4 separate regions of the Mus musculus genome follow, and all the other regions are linked to region 1. The links are chromatin contacts, called in public promoter capture Hi-C maps. All regions are on one chromosome and are shown on one strand. Each heading gives the region's core, a stretch centred on a gene start, on an enhancer-like site or on the middle of the called end of the contact. The rest is flanking DNA. Distances are from core to core; before and after follow the strand shown. Region 1 holds the start of Nap1l4 (nucleosome assembly protein 1-like 4). Region 2 holds the start of LTO1 (ABCE maturation factor). Region 3 holds the start of Mrpl23 (mitochondrial ribosomal protein L23). Region 4 holds the start of Ppfia1 (protein tyrosine phosphatase, receptor type, f polypeptide (PTPRF), interacting protein (liprin), alpha 1).

What was found. Promoter capture Hi-C pulls out the DNA fragments that hold promoters and counts their contacts.
Region 2: a contact with region 1 is called in a promoter capture Hi-C map of pre-B cells, with 4 times the contacts expected there. The contact joins the promoter of LTO1 here to the promoter of Nap1l4 in region 1. A contact is called at or near these places in 3 of 39 promoter capture datasets (erythroid cells, hippocampal neurons and pre-B cells).
Region 3: a promoter capture Hi-C map of pre-B cells shows a contact between it and region 1, with 4 times the contacts expected there. The contact joins the promoter of Mrpl23 here to the promoter of Nap1l4 in region 1. A contact is called at or near these places in 3 of 39 promoter capture datasets (the C10 cell line, liver and pre-B cells).
Region 4: a promoter capture Hi-C map of pre-B cells shows a contact between it and region 1, with 2.3 times the contacts expected there. The contact joins the promoter of Ppfia1 here to the promoter of Nap1l4 in region 1. A contact is called at or near these places in 1 of 39 promoter capture datasets (pre-B cells) and 1 of 115 datasets of contacts at active chromatin or transcription factors (large pre-B cells).

The regions. Positions count from the first base shown.
Region 1 is chr7:143,547,636-143,550,584 of GRCm38.p6, forward strand. It overlaps Nap1l4 (nucleosome assembly protein 1-like 4), which reads right to left and starts at 1,485. Exons shown (of 16, transcript NM_008672.3): 1 at 1,407-1,485.
Region 2 is chr7:144,913,704-144,916,652 of GRCm38.p6, forward strand. It overlaps LTO1 (ABCE maturation factor), which reads left to right and starts at 1,397. Exons shown (of 4, transcript NM_001357869.1): 1 at 1,397-1,626; 2 at 2,725-2,830. The coding sequence starts at 1,535. Bc1 (brain cytoplasmic RNA 1) reads left to right here and starts at 767. Exons shown (of 1, transcript NR_038088.1): 1 at 767-920.
Region 3 is chr7:142,531,562-142,534,510 of GRCm38.p6, forward strand. It overlaps Mrpl23 (mitochondrial ribosomal protein L23), which reads left to right and starts at 1,471. Exons shown (of 5, transcript NM_011288.2): 1 at 1,471-1,633. The coding sequence starts at 1,617.
Region 4 is chr7:144,552,203-144,555,151 of GRCm38.p6, forward strand. It overlaps Ppfia1 (protein tyrosine phosphatase, receptor type, f polypeptide (PTPRF), interacting protein (liprin), alpha 1), which reads right to left and starts at 1,527. Exons shown (of 32, transcript NM_001195086.1): 1 at 1,317-1,527; 2 at 68-331. The coding sequence starts at 331. It also overlaps the pseudogene Gm35626.

The DNA.
Region 1 (2,949 bases), core at 235-2,734:
TCACCAGCTATTCTATATTAACTGTGAAAAACAGTTCGGGATTTAAAGCTAAAACATCAAAATGTGTTTAAATGTTATGACACTGTGAACCAATATTGGTCAACTAAGGGGGGGGGTTGAGACCGACAACTGAGTTTTACAGCATCTACTTTAGTTAAAATGATACAGCTGTAGACTACCCGACAGGTGAACTATACTCTAGTCCTATCAAAGCCCTGCTTTCTCTGAATCTTACTGTTCATCTGAATATTTGTTTCAATACGTTATTTATTTAATAATAAACATTTATTATTAAAACTGAGCCAGATTAAATCTATTTGAATTTAGATGCAAGGTACCATCACACTTAACCTATCAGGGACTTAATTTGCAATACAGGTCGAATACTCCTATACCAAAAAAAAAAAAAAAAAAAGAAGAAGAAGAAAAGAAATCAGAACGTCCCAAAACCCACTTCTTTTCGAGCACATTTTGGATTTCCAGATTAGGTACGCTCATCTGTCAGACCTACAAATATTCCACAAACCGAACCACTTCAAAACCCAGGCGTTTCTTGCTAATGCACAGTCAGCCTGTTGCACCTACATCACGTACTATTGTGAATGAGTTAAGACACGTCAGGAGCTTAAAGGAGCCCCTGGTGTGTAGTAAGCGGAGATTAGTCACCGAGAGGAAGCAACTACTATGACAGGAAGGCGGCAGTAACTTAAAAGCATTTAACTTTTGGACCAAAAACTTAAACTTGAGTCTTTTTGCTGTGGAATATGCATATGCTCGTTACCGCAGCGCACGCGCCGGAAGCTACCGCGGAAATTCCTCCAAGAGGCAGCGAAGCAGAGTTGGAGGAAGTGCGGGCCAACTTGCCCCAAGGATACCCTCGGAAGAAGGGGTACTGCTGACGACCCTGAACCCGTTAGGGGCGCCCGGGTCTGAAGGCTCAGTGTGTGTCACTAGGCTGGCTCCGCCTCCACCGCAGGCTCAGAGAGTGAGGTCTGGCTCAGAGACCGGGGCACTGTGCGGAGAGCATGCAAAGCCCGGAAGGGCGAGGCGGCGGCCCAGTAGACCCCTTCCTTCCCAGGCGCGGTCTGAGACGAGGCGTACCCAGGCCCACCTCGCTGGGGAGGCCTTGTCCTCTCAAGGAACCGCCTGCGCCGCTTCGCGTGGGTTCTCGGGCGGCGGGAACAAAGCGCGCTGACCTTCAGCCGGGGGCGGGGCTGCACGGAGGAGGGACCGGCCCGCCATCCGCCGCCACCCGCCACCCGGACCTCTGACCCGGTCGCCGCCCGCCTCTGCTCGCCGCCATGGCGCGTCGGCCTGCCCGCGCCGCCCACTCCTCCCCGTCTCCGCCTCCTCCGCCCCAGTCCCTCGCCAGCCGCCCGCCGCGCCGTTACCCGCCAGCACCGCACCTCGCGCCTCCTGCGGCAGTGGCGCCTGTCCTAAGCTCGCTCCGGGGCTGCACCGCCGTGGTCGCCAACAAAACCACCTGCCATTGGCCGTATCGCCGGGCTCCACCCTCTGCGAGCAAAACGGGCGACGAATGGACAATAGAGCTGTTTATCAACTGCACCAGGCACTAGGAAAGGCGGTATCCAATCAAAATCTGTTGAGGGAGCACGGCGTCCAGCCTAAGCCCGCGAGCTATATGTAGTTAGAGTAGTGACGTGTGTTCCGGCGCACGCGCAGTTCGTGCTTCTTTAAAGGGGCTGCTGGGCGCGCGTGTAGGACTTTGGGCTTGTTACAACCTCTAGGGTTTGAGCTTCCTGGACCACATCGGCAACGCTCTTTCCAGATTACTTACAACTCCCTGCCTTCCCCCGGCCTGGGAAAAGCACCGCCTACTTCTCAAGGCCTTCTGACCCTCTGTCTACAGTGCCTGCCTGGCATGGGACTACCCTTCTGATAGAAAAGTTCAGCACATCTGTACTGGCTGGTTTTGTGTGTCAATTTGATACAAACTAGAGTTATCTGAAAGGAGGGAGCTTTGAGAAAATGCCTCCATAGGATCCAACTGTAAGGCATTTTCTCAATGATTGGTGGGAGAGGACCCAGCCCATTGTGGGTAGTACCACCCCTGGGCTTATTGGTGGTGTCTGTAAGAAAGCAAGCTGCACAAGCCAGTAAGCAGCACCCCTCCATGGCCTGTGCATCAGCTTCTGCCTCCAGGTTCCAGCCCTGCTTGAGTTCCTATCCTGACTTCCTTCAGTAATGAACAGCAATATAGACGTGTAAGCCAAATAAACCCTTTCCTCCCTAACTTGCTTTTTGGTCATGGTGTTTTCATTGAAGCAATAGACAACATCTGATAAGAATAAATAACTTGCTTGCAGATAATGTGTGTTTTCCTAACAAATTCTACGAACAGGGCAGTTGGAAACAAAGCTGGGTATGGTGCAACATGCATGCCTTCAATCCCAGTACTTCTGAGATAAGAGATACAGGTGACAGAATGAGCAGTTTGTCACTTCCAACTATGTAGCCAGTGTGGGGCCAGTCTGAGCAACATGCAACCCTGTCTGAAAAACAAAAACTTAAAATGAAGTGTGGTTACTGAAGGCCAGAAGGTCTACAGCATTGTTTTTCTGTATTACTTCTCTTTCATTCTTAAATTGGAACTATGTATAAACAGTTTCGCTTACAAAATTAAGGAAAGTAAATAAGCTCGTATGTTTTTACTTACATTTTTTTCTGACATACATTTTTTTTTCCTGACATTTTGATTGGTTAGTGGCTGGTTTTGCTTTTCCACGACAGGGTTTCTCTGTGTAGCCCTAGCTGTTCTGGAACTCGATCTGTAGACCAGGATGCCCTCAAACTCACAGAAATCCACCTGCCTCTGCCTCTCCGGTGCTGAGATTAAAGCCGTGCAGCAGCACCACCAGGTTTTTACTTCATTTTTATTTGGGGAGTGGATGTGGTTAAATCAGACAAGTATAGAAAATAGTTTGGTAG
Region 2 (2,949 bases), core at 147-2,646, 1.4 Mb after region 1:
AGAAATCTGCCTGCCTCTGCCTCCGAAGTGCTGGGATTAAAAGAAGACCTTTGCCACCGCACCTGGCCTCCTTTTTCTTTTTGTGGTTAACTTTTTACTTGGTGTAGACTCTTCTGATGAGCAGTGTGAGCAGCGTGAGCAGAGTGTGAGGGACTCACTTTATTTTCCTGAGAAACCATACTTGCCTGTCATGGCGAGTGCTCACTGCTCTATCCTTCCTGAAGTTTGTGATTTTATTTTTATCACGGAAGTTTTACTCCTAGGAGACATTCTAGGCTGTTCTCCAGGCTTATCTCTTCTTCAGTCAACATGCCATCATGTTCATCACCAGACTCAAACTTCTCTCTTCTGTCTGACACAGTAGTTCTCATTTTCAAAAAGCATTTTGTTATAGTTAAGGATTCATTTGCACAGATGAAATTCAGTTCAAGTGGCGTGTTTACTTATTCAGCCCTCCATCAATTACAGTGTTGTATCTCTGGTCTCTTTTATACAGGAGCTGATTAACTTGTTAGCAATTGTTGCCTAAGGAACTTACTGTACTGTGGAATACTCTTTAAAACTATACTTTGGAAGGTATCTCTGATGGAAATGATGAGAAAACTAACTTCAATTTCTGCTGTTTGAAGAGTGGGTGCCTGTGAGATTGGAGCGCTTGGACAAAGTGGCTCCTCCTGCCGGCCAGCCCTTCGGAACCACCTGATACTTGACTGTGTATGAAATACTTCAGTTTTGCTTTAAATACTGGCAGCAAGTGCTAGCGTTCGGGGTTGGGGATTTAGCTCAGTGGTAGAGCGCTTGCCTAGCAAGCGCAAGGCCCTGGGTTCGGTCCTCAGCTCTGGAAAAAAAAAAAAAAAAAAAAAAAGACAAAATAACAAAAAGACCAAAAAAAAACAAGGTAACTGGCACACACAACCTTTTTCATTTTCAAAGACCCCCCCCCAAGGGCATTTTCATGTCTGGGGGCAATATTTATTATCTGCCCTTTAGGATATCGCAGTATCAAATCGTTTCCAGCCCTCAGGGAGGGTCCGGTGCAGTGTACAGATGCGGTGATTGACAGTCCGGTGACAGCAGAGGATGCCGGATACTCCTCCCTCCTTGAAGCCTGCCCCTTGGGCCCTTCCTCCATTTCCTGGGAACGCCCCTGTGCCAGATCTTTGGTAACTTTTCTCATTTCTTTAAGACCCACGTTTGTGAATTCGGTCCCATCTGTTTGGATTTTGAAAATAAAAGCAGGGTTCGTCTGGACACCGCGAGCGACCCAGACGACGTGCCCCAAGCGACCTGACCCGCCCCACCCACCACGGAGCGAGCGGTACCAAGGAGGAGGAGCAAGGCTTCCCTCGGGCTAGCCCCGCCCATGTAGCATCTACCCATGCGCAGTGGGATGGGCTTTTTTTTTTTTTTTGGCTTCTTTAGCTTGCCGTCCTTACCCGCCCTGCTCCGCGCGGCATACACGGAAGTGTCTTCTTCATTCTGACAATCCGGGCGTTTGTGATCGCGTCTCGCCAGTTGGCGATTACTACACAGAATGAAAGGAATGCGAGGGCCGGGGGAGAGCCGAGACACCGCCATGGCCGTGGAGCAGGACATATTTGACGCCGTCGTGATGGCGGATGAGAGGTGGGCAGAGAGACCCGGCTCCGCCCCGCCCCGGCAGCTGCTGGGCAGTCCTCGGGGATACCCGCCTTCGCCATCTGCGAGCTGCCACTTTTTCTTGTCCTTTAATTGCCGCACATACGGCGGTATTCATGGGTCTGCTGATGGATATGTCGGGCAGGCCCCTTTGGATCCTGAAAAGTCCCCAGGGAACGCCTGGGCGGGACGGTGGCCCAGGTCATCTTGGCCTCTCCAGGCTGGCTGCTCATTGTGGGTTGGGTACCTCCCCGGGTGACTGCTCAGGCTCGGTTTAGGGAGTCGGGTCCTGGCAGATGCCCACGCCCCCAAATGGGGAGCTGTTCACTGCCTCACATGGGGGCTTCCAGAACATTCCTTCAACAGCGCCGGCAGCAATTTATTGCCAGTTTGAGGGTTGAACTCTTAGACACAATAATACCCACCTACCCAGAGCATCCCAGTGGTGGCATACTGTCTTGATCTTGGGGACATTTTCTGTACCTCTACAGAGGTGTGAGGAGTCCTGGGTGCTTGGAGTGTTTTAGAAACAAACAGGTTGAGTTATGATGGCATGTAGGCTCAGATGCACCTACCCTCACACCTACATTTTCAAAAGTAGATTCCTAGTGTGTTCCGAGCTTGCTTGAGTTTGTATCTTTACATTTTCCTTGTGGGTTCTGGTGCTCGGCTGGGTTTGGTAGTCATCTGTGTAGCCTACCTACAGTTACAGATGATAACCTGGCTTTCTAGGGGTTGGGGCTGTAGTTCAGTTAGTAGAGTGTTTGCCACAGAATGTAGCCCATATGTATCAGGGCTCCTCTTGGAGATGGTGGCACACACCTGTAATCTCAGCATTCAAGAGCTAGAGGCAGGGCTGCTTGAATTGGAGGCCAGCCTTGGCTGCACAGTGAGATACTGCCTCAAAAATGGGACTAATGGGCACAGTAATGGGCCAGGGTGTAGAAGAGCTAGACCTAGAAGCTGTATTCTGTGACTTGAGTTTTAAGCTTTTCCTACTACCCAGACTGCTGGGTCCAGTGGGATCTGGATAATACAAGGCAGGAAGAGGTATCTTGCCTGATGATGTGTGTTTCTTTATCACAGATTCCATGGGGAGGGATATCAGGAAGGCTATGAAGAAGGCAGTAGCTTGGGGATCGTTGAAGGAAAGCGGTATGGCATGGTACATGGAGCCAAGATTGGGTCTGAGGTAAGTGAGAGGGCTGCCTAGAAGTGACTTCATAGATGAGTGTGGTGGTCCTTACCTGTCATCCCAACAGTCAGGGAACTCTAGGCAAGCCTCAGCTAGATAGTGAGATCCTGTCTCCA
Region 3 (2,949 bases), core at 221-2,720, 1.0 Mb before region 1:
GACAGAAGAAGTGGGAGAAAACCCCAGAAGTCTGATCTGGAGAGGAAGAGAGATGGGGCTCAGAACTCAGGCTAGGCTAATATCATCTGCTGCTGGGTCATAGCCACATTCATTTTGTAACACTACACAGGAGTGGATATGGGCAGGGATCTGTGCTCACAACTCACCTCTAATCCTTCATCCTAGGGGACCCCAGTGGTCATTTTGATCATTAAATGGGTGACCTAGATGCTTCTCCCAGAGCCACCATGATGGCCTCTTATAATGTGCCTGATATCTCCACCCATGTCTCCTTTCCTGAGCCCCCAAACACAACTATGTTGCCGTGGGGTACAGACAGAAACTTAACAAGGACCGAGGGAGCTGGAAAGCAGCAGAGAGAACCTATGGGGAGAGATGGGCCAGGAAGCAGGAGAGAGCAGCAAGACCACCAAGTCGGGACAAGAGCTATGGGCAGGGATCCCTTAGTTAGGACGAAGCTGGAGGGTCTCTGACCTGCAGGGCTGAGGACTTGTGAACAGCAAGGCCTTGGGAGGCTAGTGGCCTCTTGAAGGAGGTGTGGCCAGGGGCTCCTGGGACAGGGAGTATGCAGTGCTGCTGGGCTGCAAATGTGGCTGGGCAGCCAAGAAAGGGAGGGAAGGAGAAAGGAGGGGGTCCTGGGAGTCTTGCCTGGAAGGGAAAACAACCCAGTCTGGATTGGGAGAGGGGCCGTAGACTTCATACAAGAGATCCAGTCCACCCCACCCTTCCCCATCTCTGCTGCCCAAGGGATTGTTGGCGAGGCTGTGACTTAATTGTTGAGGGGGGCTAGGGTCCTATGTGGGATAGGGCATGGGTGTAGCCTCTGATGTGCTTATGTGGGAAAGGGGACAAAGAGCTGGCAGAGCCTAGAGAAAGACTAGGCTGTGGAACACAGGGTGGGGGCTATGTGGCCAGGCCTTGGTGAGCCTTATGGGGTGGTTTCGTCCAGTCCAGAAAAAGGGGAGTGGGGACAAAGGTACTGCTGGACCACCTACAGCAAGGGAACAGAGTAGATTCACAGAGCAGATTTGGGGGGGGGGGTACAAGGTGTATGACTGTGCTTGGTGGGGCCATGCAATGTTGGGGTGGGGAAACAGGATAGTAGTTGCCCTTTGTAGAATCCACCAGCCAGCAGTGCAGAGATGCGGGACTGCTCATGGCAAAGTGTGGTGCCCTTGTGGGTGGGAAAGCATGTACTGTAGGGTGCTTACAGGTTGAAGAACAGGGAGGTACACTATACACCGAGAGGTATGCAGGATTCTGTGTGGTGCTGGGATGGGGCAAATGGGTACAGAGTGTATGCCGGCTTTTTGCGGGGCCGGGTGAGGGGCGGGGCTGTTCACTGTTTTTATGGCTGAGAGGCGGGGTGCGCTGTGCCGGGGGCGGTGCGCAAGCAGCTTACGGTGCACGGGTGGGGGAGGGGCTTTTCGGGTGCGGGGTTGGGGGTGGGGTGGGGTTTGCGGGACACCGAAAGTGCGGGGCCCTGCGGTGCAGGGAGAGGGTAGCGCGGCCTCCGGAAGCGAGGGGGCGCTGTGCCAGCGCGGGCGCTGTGCGGGGCGGGTGTCGCTCCTTCCTGACCAGGAGGTGCGGCTGCCATGGCGCGGAATGTGTTGTGAGTAAAGTCGTGACCCGCGGAACGGGCTAAGCAGCCCAGGTCGGGTGGGTGCGGGGCCCGGGCCGGAAGCCGGAGGCGCCCGCACGCGGCGGGAAACCCGCCAGGGTCCACGCGGCAGGGCCACCTCGGCTTAGTGTCCTGGCTGTCAATCACAGCCAGCGGCTACAGCCTGCTTTGGCAGACAGCCAGGGCTGAGCCAGGATTGGCCGTTGCCTGCAGGACCCCTGGCCCAAGTCCCCCAAAGTTGCTACATTCACCGGTCTCCACGTGGCCAGCAGTGCTAGCCTCCCACAGTCTGAGCCGGAAACATGTGTTCAGTAAACACGTGACCCACTGGTTGGGTGGCCCTAGGTTGAGCATTAATGCGGTTTTGAGAGTTCTCGTGGAAGCAGAATTGGGGGGACCCTGCAATAAGAAGGGGTGAGGGCTGGTTCCCTGGTGGGCAACCTTGTGATTTCTTTCCGCAGACTGGCTGGGAGACCAGGGACCTCTGAACCAGGCCAGTGTGAGGCAGGGCCAGTCTAGTTCAGCTTTTGGGCTCACCCCCTGGCTTTGCAGGGAGCTGGTTGGACCCATGCGTGAATGAGTGACAGGTGGGTGGGGGCAGAGTGAGACCAGGGATGAGACCTGAGCTTTGAGGAGGACTAGGTTAACAGCCTACCAGTTGGGAACCAGGCTCCCAGCGAGAAGAGAGAGCCAAGAGTTCCATTTGAGATATGCTGTTTGGGGCTGCTCATAAAAAAAAAAATAATAATAGTAGAAAAGAAGTTAAGAGAGCCCTAAAAGGCCAGACCTCTAATTTGACCATTAGGTAGGCTCTTGAGTCATTGAGTTTGGCAAACATTTAGCGATGGGGCCTGCTTCTGAGGCTCCCACCATGCTACCTTGGGAGTCATCTGAAACTCTGGTACCTGCTTCTCAGCCCTGAAACTTCTCTGGTGCCCTCAGCTTGGTGCTTCCAGTGTGGTGCTCCCAAGACTTAGAGGTCTGGCCCACATGCCACACCTCGGTTATCAGTGTGACCCTAGGGTGGTCCTGTGTACCCACCCTCCACCTGGGGACCATGAACTATGAGTCTCTAGTAATCCCAGTCCTTGAGTTTCTCCTGTCCTTCTCCATGTCTGCTCAGGTGGGCATGGAGGCGAGCAGGACCACCAGGCAGAGATCCTGCTTTCTCTACAGGCCTGATAATGGTGGAAACTGGCTATCCCACCAAGTCCTGCTTGTTTAGATAGTTTTAGGTGTCCAGTGAGGTGTTGCTAGCTCGGAGCCATGTTGGAAACACTGTCTTCTCTAGCCCCCAGCCTGTTTTC
Region 4 (2,949 bases), core at 277-2,776, 1.0 Mb after region 1:
CTAACAAGACAGTCCTGCAGACATTTAAAGGCAGAAACCTTCCTTGATTTCAGTTTGATGGGCATACCTGTGGAAGTGCAGTATTGAGCTGCCTCTGCAAAGAATCTCTTTCATGACCAACTTCATGCAACTTCCCCTGGGTTAATGCCAGTGTTTCTTGTGTCTCTCTTAGTGTGTCCAGAAGGCGGTCCCGTTCTTCCAACATGGAAACCATGAGCTGCTCAAAATGCGAATCAGCATCTGGCTGTGAAGGGGAGCCTGACCCATGGCTCCCACCTCCTCCTGGAGGGCCTTCTGCTTCACTAATGGTCGGCATCACCTCGCACATCATCTTGAAAAAGGAACGGTACAGACCACAATCAGTAGGTGCAGAACAAGAGTTTCCACAAACCTGCAGCTTTCTGAGCACCACCTGTGGCTAATGAGAAAAAGGCTGACAGCCCCAGAGCTATCCGTGACGATCATCCACTCTGGATGCACACACTCTGGGAAGTAGCATGCACAGGTCAATATAATGAGCAGATTGGGGGAGACAGTCCTGGGAGCAAGAGGAGCTGGGATGCTCACCTCCAACCAGTGGGGGTCTGTTTAAAATCCACATTTAACAGCTGAAGACAGTTTCCTCAGGAAGAGAGATTCCAAACAGTCCCTCAACCACAGAAGAAGACTGGAAACTGACAAAACACCAGCACTATGGACCCAAGCATCCTCCAGGAATGTGTGCAGTCAGCTCCTGGGAAGGACTAGCAGGCACCCTGACTTGTGGGGCTGGATATTTGGTGATCAGCGGAAAAAGCAACTGGATTGGCTTTTTAAAGTCTGGACAGAAGTGTTTAGCAAAGGCCTGCTGCTGTGTAACGGTTGGTCAGCCAACCCAACTTACATAAGTTCACAGTCAAAGACAGGGGAAAAGAACAGAAAGAGAAAATATACCCACACTGGGAATCTAGGAAGTCGGGACAACAGGGCTAGGTTAAAAAAAAAAAAAAAAGGAGGAGGAGGAGGAAAAGGTGAGATGGAACTAGAGATTGCATGCTGTCAGGGCACAGGGTGGAGGATGAAGCAGAAGGCGCTGCAGGTGCATCTGAGCAGCACCCGCTGCCCCGGCCTGGCTCAGCTGACCCCACAGCCTCACTGCCCCCAACCTCACTTACTCTGGCCAGTCTAAGCGAACTCGGACCTAACTGCTATCAACCCGTTTTGCCAGGCTAGCCGCAACTCTGCTGGCTCTGCTGACCCCCGCACACTGACCCTGCCGACCCGGCCCCACCGACCCTGGCCCGCCACCCAGCGCGGCCCGCTCCACCCGCCCTCACCTTGGCCGGCGGGCGCGGCTCCGGGGCTATGAAGCGGCCTTCGGGCGGCGGCCGGCTGCGGGCCGACCCACGCAGCCCCGCGGCTGCGTCCTCGCCCGGCCCCCGGGCCCGCCGCCCCGCTCGTCACGAAGGCCGGCCCGCCGCCGCGGGACACTAGCGAGCGCAGAGAACCGGGCCCGGCGCGTCGCCGGCGTCAACGTGCCCGACGTCCGGCGCGTCGGCGCGAGCGTCAGCACCGCCCCCCGCGGGAGAGGTTGGCCGCGGGGCCGTGCGCATGCGCTAGATCCGCGGTAGTGGGCGGGCGGTCTATCGGGAGATCCAATTGGCTAGTCCTCGCTTTAGCCCCGCCCCCGGCAGGCCAACCCCCTGCGGAGACAGGGCGACCGTGGAAACACCGGTAAAGATCTCTGGCAGGTGTGCGCAGCTCGCAGTCCTGCTTCCGTGCTCTCACGCCAGTGTGTGTGTGTTGACGTCACCCAAACGCCGACGTCACCTGAGCACTCGCCCCCCCCCTCAAAACCCAAGACCTCTGGGGAGTCCCGCCGGACCACCTGCAAAACCGGAAAGTGCTGACAGGTCGGGCAAGGTACCTTCTACCTCTATGCCTACCCTTCAGAAGTCTGAGGCAGGAGAATTACAGCAAGGTGGAGACTCTGCCTGTAAAATACAAACAAAGGCTACTGCCATCAACCCTGACGACTGAGTTCGAACCCTAGGACCCAGAAGACCTGCAGTAGATCCTCGGAACCTACATAGTCCTGAATGTTGTCCTCTGACCTGCACACATGTATCGTGTGGGTGCATACATGTGCTCACATTCACACGCGCACACACAACAACAACAAAATGTAAGGGCTCAGTCACTCTTGCAAGTATTAGAACCTAAGTTCCATTTCCCAGACTCCACGTAAAAATAAAAAGCTAGCTGGCCTTGGTGCTACACGCCTTTATTCCCAGCACCCAGGCAGATCTCTGGGTTCAAGCTAGCCTTGTCTACATAGTGAGTTTCAGGACAGCCAGGAGTACATACTGAGACCTTGTTTTAAAACTTTTTTTTTTAATTAACGCCAATAAAATAGTCCAGAAACCAAAGCAAAATGATCATCAACCATAACTGAAAAGCCAATAAAACTTTCCAAAGGCCAAGGCAAGAATACTGTCGACTAGTATAGGCTACATAGAGAGCCAGGACAGTCAGGGTTACATGGGCAGATTCCTGTTTCAAGAAGTCAGTAATTAATTACAAAGTCAAGTTACAAGTATAACCAAGCACAATAGTGCCCACCTGAAATCCTAGCACTCAGAAAGCAGAGGCAGGCAGGCAGATCTCTGAGTTTTGCCCGATCTATATAATGAGACCTTTTTCCACAAAACAAGTCAGAATGTAAATAGAAGCAGCAAAGTCTTTAAGGACTATCAGCCACTGCACACAAGTTCTCAGTTGCCTTGATCTCAGGTTTGGATTTGAGGAAATGCTCAAGCCAGACGTGGTGGCGCACGCCTTTAATCTCAGCACTGGGGAGGCAGAGGCAGGCGGATTTCTGTGTTCGAGGCCAGCCTGGTCTTCAAAGTGAGTTCCAGGACAGCCAAGGCTATATAGAGAAACCCTGTCTCAAAAAACAAAAACAAAAAC